Regions from separate parts of the Triticum aestivum genome. Here region 2 is linked to region 1. The links are chromatin contacts, called in public Hi-C maps. All regions are on one chromosome and are shown on one strand. Each heading gives the region's core, a stretch centred on a gene start, on an enhancer-like site or on the middle of the called end of the contact. The rest is flanking DNA. Distances are from core to core; before and after follow the strand shown. Region 1 holds the start of LOC123054908 (receptor-like protein kinase BRI1-like 3). Region 2 holds the start of LOC123054912 (probable isoaspartyl peptidase/L-asparaginase 2).

The links. A called contact is a pair of places that touch in the nucleus more often than the background predicts.
Region 2: a Hi-C map of leaf shows a contact between it and region 1, with 4 times the contacts expected there. The contact joins the promoter of LOC123054912 here to the promoter of LOC123054908 in region 1. A contact is called at or near these places in 2 of 5 Hi-C or Micro-C datasets (both in leaf).

Annotation. Positions count from the first base shown.
Region 1 is chr2D:606,059,439-606,066,058 of IWGSC CS RefSeq v2.1, reverse strand. LOC123054908 (receptor-like protein kinase BRI1-like 3) reads left to right here and starts at 3,056. Exons shown (of 3, transcript XM_044478783.1): 1 at 3,056-3,172; 2 at 4,162-5,568; 3 at 5,653-6,471. The coding sequence starts at 4,209. The coding sequence ends at 6,212.
Region 2 is chr2D:606,430,109-606,436,728 of IWGSC CS RefSeq v2.1, reverse strand. It overlaps LOC123054912 (probable isoaspartyl peptidase/L-asparaginase 2), which reads left to right and starts at 2,712. Exons shown (of 2, transcript XM_044478787.1): 1 at 2,712-3,260; 2 at 4,436-5,248. The coding sequence starts at 2,865. The coding sequence ends at 5,041.

The DNA.
Region 1 (6,620 bases), core at 1,807-4,306:
GCCCCTCCGCCTCCCATGCCCTACTCTTCCTCGTCGGAGCCCGGAACCCGTTGGGTGCCGATGGACGTCAGATCAATAATGGATCCATCCTGGCACGAGTCGGCGACATCCACCACGACGCGGTTGCGGCACCCGAACTGGTGCACCGTACGGGGCTTCAGACAATGTGACTCGGCCTCGCCGACGTCCATCGCCTCTAGCGCTACGGCCGCCTCCCGCGCCCTCTGGCTCACACGATGGGCACGCCACGCCAAGGTTACGTCGGACGACGCCCACGGTGCGTCCATGACCTCTGCGCGCCAACTGAGGGTTGCGCGTCCGCCACCGCGTTCTGATGCCAGACGGACCGCACCGCCTCTTTGTGTCGCAGCGACGGTTGCCCTAGCGCCAGATCCATGCGCCATTTGGGCGGACGCAATCGATTCCCGACGGAAGGAGTTCGAGCGTTGCCGTGCACGGGCCTCCTCTCGGGCACGGCGGAGCGCAAGCCGGACGGCCATCTCCTCCTCGGGGCCACGTGGGATGAGTTTGGGGTCGACGGATCTGAAGGTGAATGACTCGGATCCTCTACCCGCCATGCCGGAGACGATCGGAAGGAGCCAAAAATGAGCTCGGGTGGCGGAGGGGAGTGGACGGAGGGGGAGTGAAGTGTCTAGGGTTTGGCCCAGCGAGCGGATGGGGATGATTTTATGTGGGGTCGGGTGGGCCAGCATGGGACGGGTTTGACGTGCCCGAGTGCCCCATATCCGCCCCATATTTGGGCTGGATATGGGGGGTGCCGGTCAGCCCGGGCGTTTGAGGGCCGTTTGAGGGGCCCGTCTGGGTCAAAAAATCGTGACTAGGCAGTGACTGGGCGGCCCGCCGGGGCGTATGAAGCGGGTTTGAGAGGTCCGGCTGTAGATGCTCTTAAATAATGCATTTCACATCTGGATATCTCAAATTAGAAATCTCAAATTCATATTATTACATGCAACGTAGCGATCTTTAAGCGGAGCTTGTTCGGTCGACGTGTCCGTGTCCGGCAGCCGGCTGCGCTCCCCAGAGTGTTGGTCTGGTCGGCGGCAAGGAAGAGTAGGGCATGGGACACGAGCCGGCTCACGGGACTCAAGGCCCCTCCGTCTCCCATGCCCTACTCTTCCTCGTCGCAACTCGGAACTCGTTGGGTGCCGGTGGACGTCCGATCGATAATGGATCTATCCTGGCACGAGTCGGCGACATCCACCACGACACGGTTGCGGCGCCCGAACTGCTGCACCGTACGGGGCGCCGGACAATGCGACTCCGCCTCGCTGACGTCCACCGCCTCGAGCGCTGCCGCCGCCTCCCACGCCCGCTGCCTCGCACAGCGGGCACGCCGCGCCATGGTTGCGCCGGACGACGCCCACGGTGCGTCCATGACCTCCGCGCGCCAACGGAGGGGTTGCACGTCCGCCACCGCATTCCGATTCCTGACAGACCGCACCACTCTTTGTGAGGTAGCGACGGCTGGCCCAGCGCCGGATCCATGCGCCATTTGGGCGGACACAATCGATTCCCGGCGGAAGGAGTTCGAGCGTTGTCATGCACGGGCCTCCTCTCGGGAGTGGCGGAGCGCAAGCCAGACAACCATCTCCTCCTCGGGGCCGCGTGGGATGAGTTCGGGGTTGACGGATTTGGAGGTGAAGGACTCAGATCCGCTACCCATCATGCCGGAGACGATCGGACGGCACCGAAGATGAGCTTGGGTGGCGGAGGGGAGTGCGGGCCTTGTCCGACAATATTTGGGCTGGTTATGAGGGGTGCCGATTGTCGTGGAAGTGAGTCAGACAGTAAGAATAGGGGGTATGTAGGAGGAGGCAAGGTCCTAGCTACAGTGAGGTTGTACACGTAAGTTTACGAGTTCAGGGCCCTCTCGGAGGAGGTACAGCCCTACGTCTCGGTGCCCGGAGGCTTGTCGACTGGATTATGCGTGGAAGTTACAGGGCGTGCGAACCCTTGTGCCTGAGGAGGGGTGACTTATATAGAGTGCGCCAGGACCCTCGTAGCCCTCAGTTACACAGGGTTCAATGTGAGTTAAGACAGAGGCATTACTGGTAACGCCAGCTATTAATGATCTTTATGACTACAGAGTGAACGTCTGACCGTTGCCATCATGAGGTGGCTTTAGATCTTCTGTACTCCGAGTGATTCTTCATGTGGTCGAGTGACTCTATAGTGGTCGAGTGGAATTGGGGTATCCGAGTGAAATCTTCTGTCGAGTGAATAGCACTTCAAGGTGATTTCAGTCGGTACTCACTGTTGGACTCTGAATGTCTAACCCTAGAGTAGTGTCCTTAGGTAGGGTGTCTAGGTCAGGCCTAAGACCCTACCCTAGGTACATGTCATCGTCACCGGCCAGCCAGGCGTTTGAGGCGCTCGGCTGGGCCAAAATTTCGTGACTGGTCCGTGACTGGCCGATCACCTCGGACGTTTGAGAAGGGTTTGAAATGCCCGGCTGTAGATGCTCTTATAATGCTTCAATGGCGCGCGCGGGAAAAACCGTACAGCTTGCTTTTTGCCTGAGCGGATGCGGGATAATGTGGACATCGCGCCTGCGCATGTGACGGCTGGAACGGCGTCGGCACGGCCCGGAACGAGCTGTCCATATCGGGTACAAAGGTCAACATTGGCTTGAGCAGGCAATGGATGCGTACTGCGCGAGGGGGGTGGAGACGCGGAGGAGACAGGAACATGGGCGCGCGACGGTGAAAGACTGAAATGGACAACCCGTGGTGACGCCGACGGCGACGGCGCCCGCGCGAGATGGGAAAAAAGAACGAGCCGGCCGAGAGAGCGTCGGGCACAGCGTGTCATTTTTCTCACCAACTGAAAGTCACCCGTCTACGATACGGTCGTAGTTTCAGGTATGGCCCAGTGGCAGCCAAAGCATGGACTTAGCTCGAGTAGAGTCAAACAAAAGCGAAACCACCAGTCAAAATAAACGGCCCATATGACTCCCAGCCGAGATCCGACGGTCAGGATAATCTCAAGAGGGAGTGGCCCGAGAGTGTTCCATATCCTGCGGGTTGAATGGTTAGCCATACATACCTCTGCTCTTTCTTCTACAGATCCATTCCATGGCGATCGGCGCGACCACTAACGAAAGAAGGCTCCATTGACTCTGCTATGTTACGGTGTCCATTCTCCTCAAGTGGTATGTCTCCATGTCTTTTACTTCTCTCTGTTTCCCCCCCTAGATATTAGCACTTTGGGTTTTGAATTCTTCACTTCTTTGTTTAATCGATTTCAACATGTTCTCTTCATTTTTAAAACACTGTCTCATTTTTCCGGCTAGGAAGCAATTATGTAGAATTGCCCAAATCATATCATGGAGCTGTTATTAAAATCCATGGCAGAAATGAACAACAAATATTGTTAGAGAATAGGCCCATGGCCCCGGGTGAGGATTTTTGCCTGGAGCCTGAAATTTTGCAAAAATCCAAAATCACCAGCTTACAACATTCAGATCATAGAACACCCAGCCCCCAACAAGCTACAAATTAACTAGTAATTCGCTTTGGCACGTGGGAGCGTGTGCTCCTGCCACCGGAAAAAATATTAGTGTGAAAAAATCCCAAACAGAAATTTGGTGCATACACCTCAACATTATATGTGTGCACGTCAAGTTTCGGAGAAAACGAACATTTTCTGTGGCTTGTGTAAAAAAGACAAAAATATGTCTTATGAAAAGCACTTTTTAACACCAAATTTTGTGTTTTTCAAACACGACACATAACTTGTCAGTTTTCCACGAAACGGCTTTGTGAGCATGTACAATATCAAGATGTATGCATCAATTTTTTTTTGGAATATTTTGACATTTCAAAATACGTTCAAAACACATTTTAAAAATCAGGAGCACGTGCTCCCGTGTGCCAAAACGCCACTCTCCAAATTAACAATACATATGAAACTATAAGTTATACTCTTTCCTACGTGGTACGTCCTCTAGTCATAAACACACGTGATTCTCTGCAAAGTTGTGTAAATATGTAAACTAGAAATCCAGATTGGTTATCTTCGGCACCGAGAGGATGATTAATCCAAGGAAATTAAGCACTCTTACGTGCTTCGTTTATTTTGTTTCCTTGATTATTATGTTGGATTAAATTTGACTTTTACCACTACCAAAACTGTTTCTAGGTCAAATTGTCTTCCAACGTTGAATAAGTTCGCTACTACTTCCAAAGATGGATCATCCAGAAAATATAGTAACACAACTTATCCATGAAGAGCACAGATCAAAATGGATAGCACGTAGCAATCATAATGTGAAATGTTTTACAGAAAATGAGATAAACAGATTTACTGACAACTATAAGACTTTACTGGGTAGAGGTGCCTTCGGAGAAGTTTATCAAGGAGTCCTTGAGGACAAAAGTATGGTTGCAGTCAAGAAGTTTATCTGCAATGTAAAAGAAGATTTTGCCAAAGAGTTGCTCGTCCACCGTGAGATCAATCACAAGAATGTCGTCAGATTAGTCGGCTACTGTATTGATGAAAATGCCCTAATGGTGGTCACGGAGTATATTCCTAAAGGAAATCTGAGTGACATCCTTCACGGCGATAGCATTCACATTGCTTTGGATACACGGCTAAGAATTGCCATTGAATGTGCAGAAGCGTTGGGCTATATGCATTCACAAATGTATACTCAGGTCATTCATGGTGATATCAAGCCTGCTAATATACTTCTGGATGATGGACTCAGAGCAAAAATATCAGACTTTGGAATATCAAGACTAGTCAACACTGAAAATACTTTATATACTCTAAATGTGATAGGAAGTATAGGCTACATGGACCCTCTATTTGCTCAGAATGGTCGCCTCACAGCAAAAAGTGATGTTTATAGTTTTGGAGTTGTGCTTCTGGAGCTCATAACGAGAAAAAAAGCAAGAACAGAGAATGGGGAGATCGGCTTGGTTGAAAGTTTTATTCAATCTCTTTCAAAAGGGTTTAGGAGGGTGAGGGAGATGTTTGATCCTGAAATTGCAACATCAAGTGACATGAAGACTGTCGATGAGATTGCTAAGTTGGCTGGTAAATGCTTGAAGATGGAACTCAACAAACGTCCTGAGATGTTAGAAGTTGTAGAACGTCTTCGCAAACTTAGAAAAGCTCCACATCAGGTACAAGGAAGACTAGCTTTTTTTCCTTTGGGGAGGAAAAATAAACTAGCTCCAGCCGAAACACCATCACTAGAAAGCAGCAGCAGTACCCAAAATGTTGGAACTTTTATTGTTAGGTCGACAGTGGCAGGCCAATCGTTCGAGCTGGAAGACCTGCTTCGGGGGTCAGCTGAAATTCTGGGCAAGGGTACCGTCGGGACAACATACAAAGCAACGCTTGAAGGTGGTTATGAGTTGGTGGTCAAGAGGCTGAAGGGTATGCATTTGCCGAAGGCGGATTTCGAGCAGCATATCACGGTGATTGGCGCCATCCAGAACAAACACATTGTGCCACTACGGTGGTATTACTATAGCACGGAAGAGCAGTTGCTAGTGTATGATATCATCCCCATGGGTAGCCTGGCAAAAGTGCTCCACGGTAATGTAACAATGCTATCATATGCTTGCCTTCATAATTTCTAATGTTTTTTATGCATCATTGATTCATGATGTGTTAATCTAGGTGACAGAGACTCCGGCCCATCTCTGCTGGACTGGGAGCAGCGGTCAGCTATCTCACTTGCTGCTGCGCGCGGTGTGGAGGCTATCCACTTAGCTGGACCATCGAGCTGCCATGGCAACATTAAGTCTTCCAACATTCTGCTCACCGGCACCCACGATGCATGTGTGTCGGAGCATGGCCTGATAACACTTGGTGTGTATTCCAGCGCCTCCGGCTACTGTGCTCCTGAGGTCAATCACAATAGGTCAGTCTCCCAGAAAGCTGATGTGTACAGCTTTGGCATCCTAATGCTGGAGCTTCTCAGCAGCAAGGCTCCAGCAAAGAGCATACAGAATAAGAAGGGACTAGATTTGGCACGGTGGGTGTGTTCCATCACACCTGAGGAGTGGACAGAGGAGGTGTTCGACGTGGAGCTCCTAGGACAACAGCAGAAGGACGGAGAAGTGGACTGCATGTTGCGATTTCTGCAGCTCGCCCTAAACTGTTGCAGTCAAGATGCCGACTGGAGGCCTGCAATGTCTTATGTCGTGCAGCAGATCGAGGAGATCCAACAATCCTGACCAAGAACCCCGCACATCAATTTGAGTGAAAGCTGCTTGGTCGCAATTGCACTCAAATCAGTTTGTTATCCTGGAGAACTACTGTCTTGGAAAAGAATGTTTTTCAGTGCAAATTTGTAATCGATCGCCTATCATACATGTTATTGGCATAAATACTCTGCATTATTCTATGCCACGCTTAGCTCTCACAATTTGAATGCCATGTACAAATATCGCAAATTTGACAAATAAGCCTACAATTAAATTAAATTACAATTCACATATTTTCGAATCAACGCAGAGGGGATATTTTCGAATCGCACACAGATACGATCTTTTTTCAGTCACAGTTCACGAAGAGGGGATTTACTTACCCTCTGTAGCTGATTCACTGTAAGGTCTGCTCGTGCCCGAGGTCGAGGCTGCGCT
Region 2 (6,620 bases), core at 1,463-3,962, 370 kb before region 1:
ATAGGCGCTACACGGCCAGCGTCGCACGCACCCGTGTGATCAGAAAATTACTAAGTCAGTGTGCAGCGCCTGAGAGCTAGGCGTCACACTATACAATGTAGCGCCTAGCTCCTAGGCGTTGCACTAGTGCAGCGCCTCAGAGCTAGGCGCCACGGGTCAGCCGCGTGAAATAGTTTTACGGACAGTTCATTCTGTGATTTGATTTCGTCTATAGGTTAAATTTGTCAAATTTGCCGCGTGCATCATCTCATCTTTTTGCTCCGGGGAGCTGGGGAGTGCTGTTTGTGGTTTGTGACCGTGTCCGTGCGCGTCACCCTCCTCGGTTGGGTCGCAAGTGACGCAAGTGCGTCATAGATTCTTCTGGTCTGAAATTATCTCGGCTTCGGGTGGCGGGTGGTAAAACCGGTGCCCAGGTGTCGAGCGATGAATGTGAAATATACTCTGTCGGCACTCCATGCCCTGTGGCTGATAGCGGCAGAAACAACGATGTTTCGCGCAAAAAAATTGTACCGGCACATGGAACGCATTGTTTTCCACTGCTCGTCACGTCGAAAAGATAAGATGCTTGAAACTTCCTCTGCTCATCATGCGGGCATAGTTATACGTGAATCTTCCAACAAGTAATTCCTGCAGATGCACTCATATCTGCCCTTAATTTGAGGGCTTGCGATCTTACAGATTTTGGCAATTCCTTCGCGGGTGATCTGGTGTGATCCCCACGGCAATTTTGCCCAGTAAATGTACGGACGTACCGGGTGATCCATCGAAGTTCACGGGATCATCGACAAGAAAGTTGATCCTGATTTTTAAAACGGAAGTGACAGCGATTTGCGCAGTGGAATCTTCATGGCGCCCTCACGAGATTCGGTGATAATTTAATTCCATAAAACGAGAGCTTGGGCACAAAGATTCCATCGCTATCGTCGCGTGACATGAGTGACTGCGTATCTCGTGGCTGATTCGCCCCAGCTTGTTGCGGTTTGGCTTGTCTGGATTCCACAGGAATCAGCCCATCCGGGATATTCTGCGCCAGCACCAGCGGCAACGTTGTTAGTGCATCTCCCACTCTCAAACCACCCGTAATCGTCCGGAACGCGCGGTCCAGACATTTTTGCCATCAAACGCAGGTCTATATGGTCCGTAGGCCGGTCCGGACAATCTGTGGTGGGGGCTTTGCGGGCGTTCGGATCCCTGCCACGTCCGCTCCTTACTACTCGCCTCACCAAAAAAATCTCATGGGCCCGCGCGTTTTCCCGTCCGAGAAGGTCAGCGCCGCTCCAGAGCACCAGTGTCGCATTCATGCCGGCTCAGAGCGACACGACCTCTCACCGTGCTTCGGCATTGAAATAATGTGCCGGTCGAGAGTGTTGCCCTCGCCGCTTCATGGAGTATGCGGCTGCCCCATGTTCAAATGACAACCCGCCCGTCCGCTTGCCTACATTCAACATGTGTACGGTTGCCGAGGAATGACGACCGGCGTCACTCGTCATAAATTAAGCTGATCAGGCTGACCGCGGGTAGTTGGACGACCGCCAGGTGGGGACGCGGCGGACACCGAGAAGGTGCGTGTGGCGTCCGTTCCGCGCCGACGCATTTCGGCTGCAATGGGCCGCAAATGCGTCGGCTTGCAGCCGAAATGCGTCGGCGCGGACGCGAAGCAGACATGTTGAGTTTGGTTCGGCGCGTTGGGCCTCCTCTTTTGTCCATGCCGATTCAAACGGACGTAGGCGGACGAAATGGGTCGCCCTATTGGAGTTACTCTAAATGTATATTTTGTTCCAGGACCCGTAGTGCTTAAATGCATATTTTGTTGGACTTATTGGAGTAGTTCAAGTTGATCATTTTGTAGTTTTAAAAATATTACTCCCTCCATTCCAAAATAGATGACCCAACTTTGTACTAACTTAATACATCCCAACTTTGTACTAACTTAATACAAAGTTAGTATAAAGTTGAATCATCTATTAATACATCCCAACTTTGTACTAACTTAATACAAAGTTAATATAAAGTTGAATGATCTATGTATTAAGTTAGTACAAAGTTGGGTCATCTATTTTGAAATGGAGGGAGTAGTCATTTTGTGGCATGGAATTATTTGGCACCAGAAGAATGGCGTCAGCGTCACTGTTCTGGTCTGGACTATCGAGATTGAGTAAATTCACCGGTACATACTATCTGAGGCACTGCCTCGCAAAAAAAAAAAAACCTGAGCACTGAATCTTCCTGCTGACTTGTATTCACTTTTACCACGAAGCAATCTTGCTCGTTTGCATATATTTTCTGAGTTGTTGCTCGTTTGCATATATTTTCTGAGTTGTTGCTCGTTTTGTCATAGGAGAGACATCATACTTCATACCAACGAAATGCCTTGCCTCTGCGTCGTGCTGAATCAACCGGACCCAAATCACGCAGCCTCGGAAATTCAGCTGTCAAATCCAATTATTTTAATTCTCTCAAAAAATTCCTTTTTTTATTGTTTGTCTACGGACCACACACCAGCAACTAATCCGACGGCAACCCCATATCCCGCCCAGCACTGCCGGAGAGAAGAATCCGGCCCTACTACGGCGTGACGGCCGCTCCCGGACCTGTGATACCCTTCCCAAAACCCGCAGCATCGCGAACCAGCCCGTCTCGGATCCGGAGAAGAGCCACCCCCTCCCGTCCCCTATAAATACCCCGCCTTCCCTGCCTTCTTCTCCAACACAGACATACCAACAGAGCAACAACCAACAAAGAACAGAGCACCATATCAACTAGCCGTAGCCACACAGAGAGATCGATCCAAGAGCCTTAGCTTTAGCCATCGCATAGCACAAACACCACCGCACCGCCAAGAACACATACATACATACGCACGCATGGCGCGCTGGGCCATCGCCATCCACGGCGGCGCGGGCGTGGACCCGAACCTGCCGGAGCACCGCCAGGAGGAGGCCAAGCGGGTGCTGGCGCGGTGCCTGCAGGCCGGCGTCGACCTGCTGCGGGCTGGTGCGACGGCGCTGGACGTCGTGGAGGCCGTGGTGCGCGAGCTGGAGACGGACCCCTGCTTCAACTCTGGCCGCGGCTCCGCGCTCACCCGCGCCGGCACCGTCGAGATGGAGGCCAGCATCATGGACGGCCGCGGCCGCCGCTGCGGCGCAGTCTCGGGCGTCTCCACCGTTAAAAACCCCGTGTCCCTCGCCCGCCGCGTCATGGACAAGTCCCCCCACTCCTACCTCGCCTTCGACGGCGCCGAGGATTTCGCGCGCGAGCAGGTAATCCATCCATCAATTAACGCCATGATCTTTTCCCAATCCCGGTTAATTAGCCTCCGTTGATGATGTTCCATGCAAGGTATCCAAGAAACAAAGAAACTGACGTAAAACATGCTCATCTAATTAACCGAAATTATTGCACAGTAATCCTATTTTTAATCAAAAGAATCTCGTGCGCCTGGCATGGGGGAGCGTGACAAAACGGACGATGTAGTATGGCATGCAGCAGGAATTTTTCATGGAAAGTTTCCCTTGGAAATTGGGGTGCGCTCGACACGTGCAGATGACGTGTGTGGTGCGGCACACCATCTGTCCTGTCCAGCCGAACCTTTTCTGTACATAGTGTACACAGCACCAACACAGCTGCATGCAGCAAAGCTTGCACGGGAAAGACAGTTCATTGCAGAGACGCATCTTGCTTCGATCCTGCAAGTCCATTGCTACCAAGATATTTTGGTGTAGCTTAGGCTCGGTATGTAATTTGTTCCGTATCGTATCTGCATGCTTCGTTTTGCGTAAGCATGTCATTTTTTAGATACATGCCTCAGAGTTTTCAGTCAAGATCTTGCAGCTAGCTAGCCATCAGCCGCGCCAAAGGCATCCATCTTGTCGCATGCGCAAAAGAAAATGCTTCGATGCATGTGCACGACTTTCTTTCTTGTGGTCGGCACTATTTCATACTAAATTAAACAAGATGTACATTTTTTTTAAAGATCGGGGAACAATTTTTTAATCGAAGTAAATAGAAGGAGTCTCTTGTCAGATCCATGAACCTATGATGGTTACTGTACACAACCGTAGGACCCCTGTTTCTACTTGCATGCTCCCCTGTTTTTGGCGCGAAAACGTGTGCACGGCATCGCCTCCCCCTGTGCACCACTCACGTCGTCTGGGCGACGGACAGCCACGGGACGCAATCCAGGCCGGATGTCGTGCCCCGTCCATGCCAGCCGCCGCGCCGGGACCAGGCCACTTGCTCCCCGGCTGACGAATATGTCGTCGACGCCATACCATCGAGTTACAGCAACTGGATCCGTTTCCGTGATTGCCACAAAATCCCTCGTTTTGTCTGCAGATCTCGGGGCTGTGCTAACCTAATTTGCATCGACAGTTAACCCAATTTTACTATTTGAATGTGTGGATCTGATTTGGTTTCCAACTTGATCTGTTTGTAGGGTCTTGAGGTTGTGGACAACAGCTACTTCATCACGGAGGAGAACGTCAGTATGCTCAAGCTCGCCAAGGAGGCCAACAGCATCCTCTTCGACTACCGCATCCCGCTGGCCGGGGCCGACACCTGCAGCGCGCTGGCGGCGGCGGTGGAGGGCCACGGCAGCAACGGCATGGTGATGAACGGGCTGCCCATCAGCATCTACGCGCCGGAGACGGTGGGGTGCGCGGTGGTGGACTCTAACGGCTTCACGGCGGCGGCCACCTCCACGGGAGGGCTGATGAACAAGATGACGGGACGCATCGGCGACTCGCCGCTCATCGGCGCCGGCACCTACGCGTGCGGTCACTGCGCCGTGTCTTGCACTGGCGAGGGCGAGGCCATCATCCGCTCCACGCTGGCGCGGGACGTGGCGGCCGTCATGGAGTATAAAGGGCTCCCGCTGCAGGAGGCCGTGGACTTCTGCGTCAAGGAGCGGCTCGACGAGGGGTTCGCGGGGCTCATCGCCGTGTCCGGCACCGGCGAGGTTGCCTACGGGTTCAACTGCACCGGCATGTTCCGGGGCTGTGCCACCGAGGACGGCTTCATGGAGGTCGGCATCTGGGAGTGAGCATGTGCGGGAGCTCAGCCAGAGATGTCTCCGCACGTAGTGCGTGTACATACATTTGGCCATCCTGCGATTGCCATCTGGTTCTAGTCTAGGAATCCTCCGTAGTAGCACTGCTTATTTCATAACCATGAGCTACCGGATAATAAATATGTGACCGCCTATGCACCACGTGCCTGAAAATAAGTTCCATGAGTCACTTCAATTCTAGACCGTCTATCTTCATCCAACGGCTGTAAACAAAACTGACATTGTTCATCTTCAATCTTTGGCTTCTTCCTCGCGTGTAACTGCCGGCCAACATAGGTTTAACCGACTGGCTCCGCCCCCCTCCCCCCGCCTTGCCCTCCCCATGACTTCTTCCCACCGCCATGCTGGCTGTCGCCGGCATCCTTGCCATATTAAAAAACAACTTCGTAGATCCCCTGGACCCCCAGCCCCTAATAATATAGATAATGTGGCCATGGCTTCAACCTAAGATATATTTCCGACGATCTCCGATGAGCTGTGCCGTGGCGAAAAAAATGAGTAACACATGAAGAAAATTCAGACACCTCAGAAATAGCAAAACCGAGTAAATATAAATATATCATGGAAATCATTATTGCTAAGTTTCAATTAAAACTTGGACTGCACCAACTACTAAACATTCTATTTTTAGGGACGTTGTTGTCGAATGACTCCATCATCAATTCATCATCTCTAATTATATACATGCATGTATTAGAAAAACCCTCTTCTCCCTAGTGCACTTCACCCTCTAGTCGCATCTGTGCATGTACTAGCATACAAAAGGCGATGGCATAAGAGATTGTTCCTATTTTAAAATTTTGAGGGACTATCGCAGTTTTGCACTTAATGAGAACCTACCCATGAGATTTGCTCTTACTTTTTGACTCTATTTAGTTTTGCCTTTAGATTTGTATAATAGGTTGCCCAAATGCCTTCTTTCACTGTGTCGTTCGGTCAAAGGCATTTGGCCTAAAATGACCCTCGGAGCTGGCACGGGCGCAATGTCCTTCACATGCGGGACCCGCTGGAAAAAAACAAAACAAAGTAAGCATGACCCATCTTTCTCCCTTACACATGGGGCCCATCGCAAAAACAAAATGTAATGAACACGACCATTCTATCTCGCTTACATGTGGGTCCCACACCACAAAAGAAAAAAATTATCTCTCCATCTTTTGGCCTTGCCGTACCTTTGTTCACTGAGGACCGCTTGTTCCCCGGAGGCATACTTGTTTGCCAAGTCAAAAAGCTCTCGGACCCCATCGGGAGACTTGCATCCGATCCCGTGGGTGATCCCAAGGAAGTGGAGACCGGTGGAGAATGCATAGATGACCTTTGGTTCATGCACCTCAATGAGCGAGTTCTTTACTCGAGTGAACCGCTTGATGTAGTTCGGATAGTATGCTACGGCATGTTTAGATAACAACATACCAAAAGTTCACAAATGCCTTCATGTTGTAATCCTTTTTTAGAGATTATTGACATAAGTTTTGGTTTCAATAAGAATGTGCTCAGTTTGACTTTACTTTGATTGGTTGCCAAACATATCCGTCCTCATCACCGCTAAAAG